Linked DNA regions of Sus scrofa: regions 1 and 2 are each linked to region 3. The links are chromatin contacts, called in public HiChIP or PLAC-seq and promoter capture Hi-C maps. All regions are on one chromosome and are shown on one strand. Each heading gives the region's core, a stretch centred on a gene start, on an enhancer-like site or on the middle of the called end of the contact. The rest is flanking DNA. Distances are from core to core; before and after follow the strand shown. Region 1 overlaps NFIA (nuclear factor 1 A-type). Region 2 holds the start of NFIA (nuclear factor 1 A-type). Region 3 overlaps NFIA (nuclear factor 1 A-type).

Region 1 (3,551 bases), core at 528-3,027, 140 kb before region 3:
AACTGGGTGTGACACTTTGCTTTCTTCTCCGGGCAAGGTGGGTTATTTAAGGACATCCACGCACAGAAAACAGAAACATGCAAACACAGGGAGGCCTCTGCCCCGACTCTCCCACTCCTTCCTACCCAAGTCAGCCCCCAAAGAGGATGCTGCCAACCAGTACTGCAGGAGTTGGGGTCAGTGTTTCGACGTCTCTCTTGAGGAGATGCTATCTCTGCTGGGTCACGCTAATCCAGTTACTCATATTTGGCTTCCTGCTCTTATTTGGATGAGCTCAAGCCCACTGTCGAGCCGTCCTTGGCAAATCAGCGAGAAACCTGCTCGTCCTCCCCACCCTCTTCCAAGACAGTGGAAAGGGACAGGGCCTCTGGGCACACTCCTGGTTTCCCACGTTAGGCGACACCGCTTTGGAGTACTTCATTTTTTCAGCAAAATATTAGCATCCTACCGTATGCTTTGTATGCTAGGCTCTGGGGACAGAACAAGTACAAAAAATATGGCACCTGCACTTAAGGAGCTGTCCTACGGAAAGCAGATGCTGGATTGTAGACTTCTCTGTCTTTCAAGGTACCAACTACCCCTGCTTTTCTCCCAGTAGGATCTTTAAAAATATATGCCAGCTGGTGAGGCTGCGTATCCAGTGTCTGAGGGACCCAGAACCGAGTCTCACTTTTTCCACACCAGTGGTGTGATTTCCAGGAAGCAGGTCTCTGTCCTTGGGCCCCCAGAGGGCTACTGTGAGGGCCGTTCTGAAGTTTCTTTTCTTTTCTTTTTAGGGCCACACCCATGGCATATGGAAGTTTCCAGGGGAGGGGTCGAAACAGAGCTGCAGTTGCTGGCCTACGCCACAGCCACAGCAATGCGGGATCCTTAACCTACTGAGCGAGGCCAGGGATCGAACCCGAGAGTCCTCATGTATACTAATTGGGTTCGTTACCACTCAGCCACGACGGGAACTCCATTCTGCAGTGTCTGACGCCGCTTTCTTCTGACAAAGGTGACACGGCGTCCCCAGGTGTCAGTTATGGTATTGCCAGCCATGGGGATTTGATCTCTGCAGTCACTTTTCTTGCCTGATTTTGTTAATTAAAGAAAGCCTGTTTTCAATAACGCTAAACCAAGACTTGTTTATTGTACAGGAAGCTATTAAAATGTTAATGGGCCATGATTGGCCCCTGCTTACCTTTTCGGCCTTATCTCTTCACTGCTTGTACCCAACACTTGGGCTGTCTTCAACGTCTTCCAGGTGCCCCCAAGTCAAATGCTTTCTCCCTGCTGGGCCTTGGCATAGCTGTGCCCCTCTCCTTGGCTTTGCTAACACTTGTTAGTCCTTGCGTTCTCAGACTAAGTCCCTTCTTCCAAGGGGTTTTTCTCTAGGCCTTTAGTCCTGGGTTTACCTCTGTCACGGTTACTGAACTGTAATTACCTGCTTTTCCCCTCAAGAAAATGGACTATCTTCTTCTATGTGGCAAGAAGGCACCAGGCCAGTGTCTTGCCTGGTGGCTGGATAAATACTGTTGAATAAAGGATGCAAGAAAGAAACGAGGCATCTCCAAGGTTCCCGAAGCCTGAGGTCAGTTACCCAACAAGGCCTGTAGATGGGTGGCTTCTAGCGTGGCTGTGCCACATCCATGCTCTCACCTCATGTCCACGTTTCCCCAAGTGGCAGGTGCTCTCCCCAGGGAGACACAGGGCTCCACAGGCGACCCCGGGCCGTTCTGACTGAAGAGCTCTTGTGACGGGGCCAACGGCAGCCGACTGCGTCCGCAGCATGTGCAATAGTTTTGTGACGTGGACTGCTGCCTACTTACTACGAGCACAGAGGAGTCGTCCAAACCACCACTCCCTGGAGAGTGACCGTGCTGCTCCCGGCCAAGACCTCTCTTTGGTTCAAACCTCAAGACGGGAAAACACTAATCTTTTTACCCAATAAGCCATGCAGCACCTCCAAACCTGGAGAGTACACACACAATCCAATTATTCCGACTCCTGTTCCAAAGTCAGACTCTCTCATGGCATTCCAGCTTGCCCTGGTGTCTGCCTCACCATTCAGTACAGTTCTTTTTTGGATCTCCCTTTACATTTGTATCAAGTAATCTTTTACCTCGTGAAACCAAAGACTTCTGAATTAAAAACTGCACTCTGGCCCACTCACCTTGGCTCTGCAGACTTCCTGGAGGGCTGTGTGCATTGCGTGCGCTAAGAGCTTGGGCTCTGGAGTCAAGAGTTAACAGAATCCCATCACTTAACTAGTACACTGTTATGTGCTAGTTAATTGAGCTTAGGTTAAGTTAGCACCTCTGGGTCTGAGTTTTAGACTCTGTGCAATTGGAGGTAACTTGATCAGCTTTTGTGAGAACTGACTGAGCTAATGCCTGCAGAGGGACAAGGATAGAAAACCCAAAACCGGGGTAAATAGTTCTCCAAACATACAGTGTATACAGGCGTTTTTTAAAGGTCCACAGGAGACCTACGGAGGACCAGTTCCCTTGGAAAGGCATCGCTCACCAAGGAGACTTTCTCTTATTTAATGATATAATTTCTTAGTTAAAAGTAGCAGCTGTGTCAGTTCCATTTCCCCAGTTGCAAGAGAAAGTTCTTGAGAAAATAAAAATCTGTCTTTAATTGCGGTATTAAAATCAGAGCAGCGAAACCAACCGCACAAAAGGAACTGGCTCAAGTTTATGAAAGGCATTTGGGCCCTTGCCTTGCAAGGCTGAACTGCACGCCTTGGAAGTTGGGGGTGAGGCGGGGAGAGGGGAACCAGGGGTTGGGGGGGGGGCGGGGGAGAGAGTAGTCAGGCAACCAAGTGGGACAGCAACAATCCTATTTTGGTTTTTGTTAGCGAATGGCATACTACATAGATCAGAGACTTCTTATAAAATACAAACCCCCACTGTACACAAAGCACAGGAAAATGTGAGGAAAAAAGGGAAAAACGAAAAGCAGCTTAGGGTGTGTTAACGCTGCTATTCTGTCAGCTTAAAGAGTATTTTATGCTTGATCAACAGCTCTTTTTTATTGTGCTTTTCTTTCATTCATTCAAGACATCAAAGCCGGGCACCACCAGTGTACCTGCCCTTCTGGAGCCGCTTGCGAGGGGTTGTAATGAAGCACGGCTCTGGGAGCCGGAGACCCCCGCGGACACGGCAGTTCAAAGGGAATATTTCCACAATGATTACATTTTGTAAATCTTTTTATGAAGGAGACAGCTTATTTCCTGCTTTTTCATGAAAAATAGATTCTGTCCATTAAAGTGAGCCCACACCACCGCGGAAGCTGCTTGAGATCTGAGGTGCAGCGTGGAGATTAAGGGGACAACGACCCGATGAAATCGTCCAGAGTTCCGATCTATCTGCCCACGATGGCACTGCCGGATGCTCTGGGTGGAGCCCAGACAGTGCACTGGGTGGCTTGGCTGTGGCAAACGCCAGGGCGAGGGTGTTCGGTGGTAGGTTTTTTCGCAAGGGCCCTGTGTCTGCTATTTTTTTTTTTTTTTTAATGTTTTCAATTTTGCAAAGTCCAACCAAATAACAGAAGGCATCAGGCAA
Region 2 (3,505 bases), core at 929-3,428, 240 kb after region 3:
ATTTTGGAGGTTACTTAATAGGAAGATCTTATTAATATGATTTACATGTTAATGCCCAAAGCAGTGAAGATAAGATTGGGGCTCATGGGTGACAACACCATTTACTAGTTCTTACCAAGACTAACTTTATTACTAGCATTTCCAACATTTTTCTTTTCTCGTTTTTTTGATGTGCAGTCACTTGTGTGCAGATTTTTCTTATATGCATATATGCTTAAATTGAATCATGGACCTGAACTGAGCATCCAAGCAGATTCTTACATCAAACTTCCAGGCCAGATTTGATTAGAAGGCCTAAAGCCTTGGGAAACAGCTCTAAGGGAATTGGATCCAAAGATGGGAAAGAGCCTATATTATTTTCCATTCACTTCTCAACAGAATTAGTTGTCTACACTGCTCAGAGGGAAGGAAGAAATGGATATATTTTAGTCACAGTCTGCCAGTTACTGTCTCCAAGACAAGCTACTGCAGTTGGTTTCCACTGGATTGGTGTCAAAGACTTGTCCAAGAGGCCAGACTCCAGCTAAGAGTTAGCAAGTCAGCAATCTTCCACACACACCCTCCACAGGGGTTGTTGTGGTAACAAGAAGAAATGTGAACTTGGCCAGTCTCAATATCCAGGTCCCTACTGACCATATGTCTAAGCAGCAAAATTCAAGGAAAATCAAGAAAAACATCCTCTTTCTCCCCCTTTTCCTTTCAAATGTACAAAACAGCTGTCAGTACACCTGTGAAACATTCTCTCTCCCTTAAAACTGTTGTTTAGAGTTCAAGAAGAGAGGCTTGTCTATTCCTTCAAAGTACCTGAAAAGCCAAAGCTTTTAAGATAATCAGAGTAAGAAGTTTTGCAATGCTAAGTATGCAATATATCACTTCCGAAAGCTCACTACGGTCCCATAGTTTTTAAGCCACATACTTTTAAAAGCTGAATCTCACCTTCCACAACCCTTAACAACATTCCTGAACTTACAAATAATAATTCATGCAAAGTTAAACATTTCTGTAGAAGAATTTAAAAAAAATAAAAAACTTTTCCCAAAAGGCAATGGAAGAAGGCATACGATTTACGCAAACAAAACAAAACTACACCAATTAGGTTTTCTTTTCTGAAACTCGAAAACTCTTTCCTATTATGCTTGCTAAATCCGGAAGAGCCTGTAGCTTTGACAGCTTGAACCACACCATCCCCTTCAGAGCCGCAGAGAACTTCAGATCTTGTCTGCCCCGCCCCCTCTGGCTACTGCGAGCCAGTGTACACCCAAGCTTCCTCATGATTGGATAAAGCTCTAGTCAATCTCCCAGGTTGTCCCATTGATTAGAGGATCGAATCGTCAATTACTCTCCGGTCCAGACATTTCTTTTCGGGTTAGGTTGACTGCTGAGGCCAGACGTCTTTTTACAGAACCGAGCACGTACAGGATTCCCCCCCCTCCCCTTTCTGGAACCGAGCAAGCACTTGGAGGAGAAAAAAAAATCTGTCAAGCTCAGCAATTTTTTTCAAATCTCAGGAAGAAAAAAAAAAGGAAACCCAGTCCCTAATGCACATAGCAAAATAAATAAATAAAAGCCATCCACAAAGCTACATCTTTAAAACAAAACCATCACAATAGACATTTACCCAGCAATCACGTCAGTGCATATGCAAGCTAGAGAAAATTTTAAGTCTTAGCCATTAACAAAACCATTCTACCATTATTGTTGTTTATAAAACGCATATCGTATAAACGCAAAATAGAAAGTTTAAGATGTACCACGTACCATTGCAATGTAAAAAGAGTACGTGAGAAACTTTAAAATGTTCAGACGAATTGCTTCATTTGTTGTCCCCCTTTTTTTTTTTTTTTGCATTAAAAAGATATCTTAATAAACTTGGAACCGTTGAAAACCCGGAAGAGATTTTTTTTTAAGCTGTTGGCCAATTGCAGGCTTCTTGGAGATTTTTTTTTTTTTTTTCTCCAAATCAGGAGGCTTCTGCAATTGCAATGCGCGCTCTCTGCCTCTCTCACTGTCTCTCCTCTTTTGAAAGCGATCCAACCCGGGCTGGCTGGTTCTCAGATTCTCTCTGGTTTTGCCTTGTGTGCTTTGGATTCTACGAGACTTTGCCGAAGTTGCAATCGGTTCGCAGTCCCTCTCTCCTCTCACTACCCGCTTGTTTATTTCCGCAATCGCTGCAATTTGCATAGTAACCACGCACGGGGCGCCGGGGCTGCCTGCAGAGGGGGCCCGGAGGGGGCAGGGAAAGGCCTTGCCCCCGCTCCCTCCCCCCGTCTCTCTCCCCGCCAGTCTCCTCCTCCCCCACGGCGTGTGGCCAATAGGAGCCCCGACATTCAGCGCAAGCTCGGGTCGGGACACCGTTTGGAAGAAAAGCCCCTGTGTTACTAGGCCCCGCTCACAGGACCGTGTTTTTGGCGCAGTAGGAGTTCCCCTGCTTGCGGACCTCGCAGCCGGTACTAGGGAGATGTGAGGCTATGATACCTTTGCCTGCGGTTGTGCGGGTTTTGCACGTTTTAATCAAGTCTGCACACCTGCTTTCTCGGTTTCTTTTTCCATAGCCTCTGGTGAGTTATTAGGTTAGTTCATGATGGTTAGTGAGAGATTTAACCTTTATTTGCACTGGTGTAGACCAAGAGTTAAAGATCCTCTTTGGATCATTAAATCAAGAGAGTGCAAAATGTCACCGAGAACTTGCAGTGAAATAAAGCTTCTACTCTAGCTTCAGAAAGGAAAAAGCATTGCCACTACTCTCTGCAGATGGCTGAACATAAAAATGGTTAGGTGGGCTCCCTCAAGAATAAAGCTGTTCCTTTAAAGCAGGAGATGCAGTGAAATTCGAATGTAATTGCAAGCGTTTAATTGGTCAATATCCTTACAAAACCTGGGTTCCACAAAATTTAATGCACTTCTCCACCTCCCATCCCCCCCAAAGGAGACCTGTTTCAACATTTAAAGGAGGTAGGGGGTTAAAACCCAGTTGCTGAAACATCAAATCCTTCATTTCACTGATTCGTCTTATATGATTAATCCAGACTCTTTAAGATCAGGTGATCAGGATATTTCAGTGTCAACCTTTTATGTGTTTGTTTTATGCAACAGACTAGGCATTGGTGCAGTGGTGGTGCAAGGGAAGTATCCCTTTAAATGGAAAGCATCACAACCAGGTATTGCCTTTTTTTTTTTTTTAATGTGTTTGCTTTGCATCAGTTAAGTAGCTTAGGACATTTTGCTGAATAACTGAGTGACTGGAAAATGTGTGCTTAAGCTCACTTGATAAAAATTATCCAGTAAGAAGTCAAGAGGAATAGGAAGCAACTTGGCGGTTGCCTGATTTTCTTAACTGTCCTTGGTGAAGTTACCTAATTAATTGATAACAGAACCTCGAGCAGTTAAATCAGAAGTTAGAGAATCCTCCTATTCTATTTTGAACCACATTTTTGGCTTTAGGCTTGCACTTTACAACCAGGTAACTGATGCAGCATTACTAGGAGGTACTATATTGTGACTGCCC
Region 3 (3,449 bases), core at 145-2,644:
TACAAAAGGCTGCACAATCTCTGCCCAGATCAGAGTGCTGATTAGAAATTGTTTCCTGGTCCTGGCTTAATAGAGTGTGATAATGAAAGGCTGGTTTTTTTTTTGTTTTGTTTTGTTTTGTTTTTTTTAATTCTTCCCGCAAAAACCATTGGTAGATTTCTTCCAAACCCGCTCTTCCCTTTCAGCCCCCAAATCTTCTGGGCTTTTATATGTAACAGGCCCATCTTTCTTAAGAATATAGTTTAAAACAAAACTTTGTTTCACAAGCTACTTTTCACAGACAAAATTTAAGTTTTTGAGTTCTCCCAAATTTTAAAAGACTCTCTACTGGGGCATGTCACACAGGGTGTCATTATTTTTTGTTTAAGGATCTGTGACACAGAGATACACACAGGAGCACGCGCACACACACACACACACACACATAACCATGAGAGTTCAATAAAAGTGGGAACTACATCTCATCTTTTTAATTCCACCATTTGTAGTGATTAGCACGCAGTGGACCCTCTAGATGTATGACAAAGGAACACAGAAGTGAACTATTTATTCTTATCCCCTTATTATATTCCTGAGACGTAAAGGTTGATTCCTACACAAACATTTAATAATATCGCCTCTTTCTTCAACCATTTTCACATATAAAGTAGCAGATTTTTTTGTTATATCTTTAGGTTTGTTTACACAACAAGAATTTCTGAAAAAAAAGAGATGAGTAATTTCTTTAAAAGATATGGTAACTTAACCTAGTAGAGAGAGAGATTTGACTGCGTGGTGAATATGGTCACTTCAATCCATAAGACCCTTTATGACTGATATTCATTGAGCTGAAATGCACATAAACAGATGCAGATACAATCTCAAATTCCTGTGTGGGATCCCCATACTTGCTGACATGGCTCTGAAACCACCAGAATGATGCCACATGATTACTGAAAGGACATGGGTTATGACTCATTTATGTTGTTTTGGTTTTACCATACACTCTATCTTCCCTTGCACTGCTCTGGATTTTGCTAACTCCTTTAGTTCTGGATTTTGCTAACTCCTCTAGTTTCTGCACCAAATGAGCATCTCTTTAGCTCAAGTAGAAGGTGGCCTTTCCTTTAGCAAATAATATCCTGAGTTGGGCAAAAACCCACCTGGCTGTGCAGTCTGAGACAAGCAGAGGCTGGTGAAATTGACTTCTAAAGCAGACATGGGTCGTCTGCCTACATCCTTCTATAGCAACTCTAGATGTTATTCCAAACAAGCCATGGGACAGATTGTTTTTCAGAACAGACCGAATCCATTTGCCGTTTCAAAATTCTATAAACAGAGTATTAAGGAATTCAATTCCCACAGCAACTACATGGGCGTTGGCTTCAGTTTTATGGGAGTTTCTGCCAAACTCACATATTTGTAGAACTATTGGTTTAGAATGTCCTTTGCAACTCAGAGCAGGAGGGATCATTGCTGTGATCTCAGTTCACTTTAAGGACTGGGGCTGACTGGTGACAGGTATACATGATAAATGTTCCAGAAGCCTGACCTAATTTCCCTTAAAGTGAGTGTTGCTAAGAACATTCCCTCCAACTGTCAGCTTGCAACCAAGGATTCAAACCTGCCAGGGTCCATTCTTCTTAGCGAGTTATTACCACTGCTTTGAAAGTCCACTCAAAAGGAGCTATTTCTGCCTCACTTATCAAGCTTCTCCAGACTTATTTGTGCATTTAAATAAGTTATATATCTAACTTAAAATAAGTAATTACAAAACATACTCAGTTTCATAGTTTTTAGCTGTTTGTGATCAGAAAAGCAAAACATTCTAGGCTGAATACCAACCAAGGTGAACCTGAAATGTATTTGTCTTTTCTTTTGTAAAGGGATCAATACAGTAACATGTTCATTCATCTTGTCCTTCAAAAATTACATTTGCAAGGTATTATTGACATATCACAAGGTAGGAGGGACAGTATTATAGAAATGAGAATCCCAAATGTCCTAAGCCCCAGTTTACTCAGCTGTGAAATGGCACTCATGGCTATACCTACCTCATAAATGTGTTGCTAAGAGTAATGAGAATGCACTTAAAATGCCTAGCCAAGAACCTAGAAAACAGAATGTGTTCAAAAGATGATAGCTATTGTCATAAATAATAAATACATTCTTTATATCTGAGATATCAAATCAGCAAAGTTTTCAAAGATAAAACAGGTAGAAATGATTGTTCTTTTCATATGGAAGAGTAAATAATGTCAGTATCCACATAAAAGTTGTATGCATAAATAAAAATGATGATGTCATTTTATTGGAATGAATTTTTGAGTGAAAATGAAATTATGTTCTAAAGCAAGTAACACAAAACTCAATAAAAGCAAATCTCTATTTCTTAGGTTTGTCCAAAGTGAGACAAAACAGTACTTAGTCTCCAAACTGTCTTTAAAAAATTGAGTGCAAATTTTAGGAATTTGATATTCATTAATATAGTTATACATAGTATTTATAAAAATACAATTATTTATAATACCTAAAATACTTTTAAATACAGATCTATTCAATAAATGCACATTTAACCATCTGTGTGTGTCAAGCATTATTCTAGATACGGGGATACACATTTTTGTTTCATATTTTTGGGGTGATACTTATAGATACTCCATCAAGAAATGGACCCTGCGTCATTTTTTTCAGCAGACCAAGTTTTATCCAATTTTTCAATAAACACTATATAGGAATATCTAGAGAAAGGGAAAATTTAAAATGGTGCACTTATTTTTTTTTAAGAATTTGGTTTGCTAAAAATTCTTATTGGTAACTTGGAGTTCTGTCGTGGCTCAGCTGTTAAGGAACCTGACTAGCATCCATGAGGACACAGGTTTGATCCCTGGCCTCGCTTAGTGGGTTAAGGATCTAACGTTGCTGTGAGCTGTGGTGTAGGTTGCAGATGCAGCTCAGATCCAGCATTGCTGTGGCTCTGGTGTAGGCTGGTGGCTACAGCTCCAACTGGACTCCTAGCCTGGGAATCTTCGTATGCCACAGTGCAGCCCTAAAAAATTTCTTACTGGAAACTAAATGTAAGCTGCAGGGTCTAGGAAACAGGTATTTAGAAATCTAAATTTGTTTTTCAGATGAAAACTATTTAAACCTTTAAGAAATATTAAAATACTTTGAATGGTATAAAGATGCCTACAAAATAAGCAATATTAACATCAAATATAGAAATACCTTTTGAAATGAACTACAGTCCAGGGCCTCCACACTTCAGCTTCTTACTTCAATACAGACAGAGAGCCATCAGAAAGCACCATTAAAGGTAGGGTCTTGATTCCTTACAGCTTTAAATCAATGCTAAAAGAATTCACCCTTTTAAGAAGAGTGATGGACACGTTTCTCTTTACTGACTTTGATCAGTGAAGCCCTTTATGATGCAGGCCATTTTCTTGATTTGGGGGAACAGAACCTTTGAA

What was found. Promoter capture Hi-C pulls out the DNA fragments that hold promoters and counts their contacts. HiChIP or PLAC-seq counts read pairs in DNA pulled down with a chosen protein or histone mark.
Region 1: an H3K27ac HiChIP or PLAC-seq map of skeletal muscle shows a contact between it and region 3. The contact joins two enhancer-like sites. A contact is called at or near these places in 2 of 2 datasets of contacts at active chromatin or transcription factors (alveolar macrophages and skeletal muscle).
Region 2: a contact with region 3 is called in a promoter capture Hi-C map of liver, with 7 times the contacts expected there. The contact joins the promoter of NFIA here to the enhancer-like site in region 3. A contact is called at or near these places in 3 of 5 promoter capture datasets (fetal liver, fetal skeletal muscle and liver), 5 of 47 Hi-C or Micro-C datasets (adipocytes, embryonic fibroblasts, heart right ventricle and 1 more) and 2 of 2 datasets of contacts at active chromatin or transcription factors (alveolar macrophages and skeletal muscle).

The regions. Positions count from the first base shown.
Region 1 is chr6:150,841,739-150,845,289 of Sscrofa11.1, forward strand. All of the region lies in intron 10 of NFIA (nuclear factor 1 A-type), which reads right to left. Among named protein-coding and RNA genes, the nearest start is that of TM2D1, 230 kb to the left of the region's middle. Within about 2 kb of position 1,778, at least 20 of the 83 cell types and tissues checked have an H3K27ac peak or open chromatin away from gene starts, as enhancers often do. A contact at or near this core is called in skeletal muscle, where this site is marked.
Region 2 is chr6:151,227,595-151,231,099 of Sscrofa11.1, forward strand. It overlaps NFIA (nuclear factor 1 A-type), which reads right to left and starts at 2,179. Exons shown (of 11, transcript XM_021097780.1): 1 at 1,759-2,179. The coding sequence starts at 1,848.
Region 3 is chr6:150,983,492-150,986,940 of Sscrofa11.1, forward strand. All of the region lies in intron 3 of NFIA (nuclear factor 1 A-type), which reads right to left. Among named protein-coding and RNA genes, the nearest start is that of NFIA, 240 kb to the right of the region's middle. Within about 2 kb of position 1,395, at least 29 of the 83 cell types and tissues checked have an H3K27ac peak or open chromatin away from gene starts, as enhancers often do. A contact at or near this core is called in alveolar macrophages, fetal liver, fetal skeletal muscle and 2 more, where this site is marked.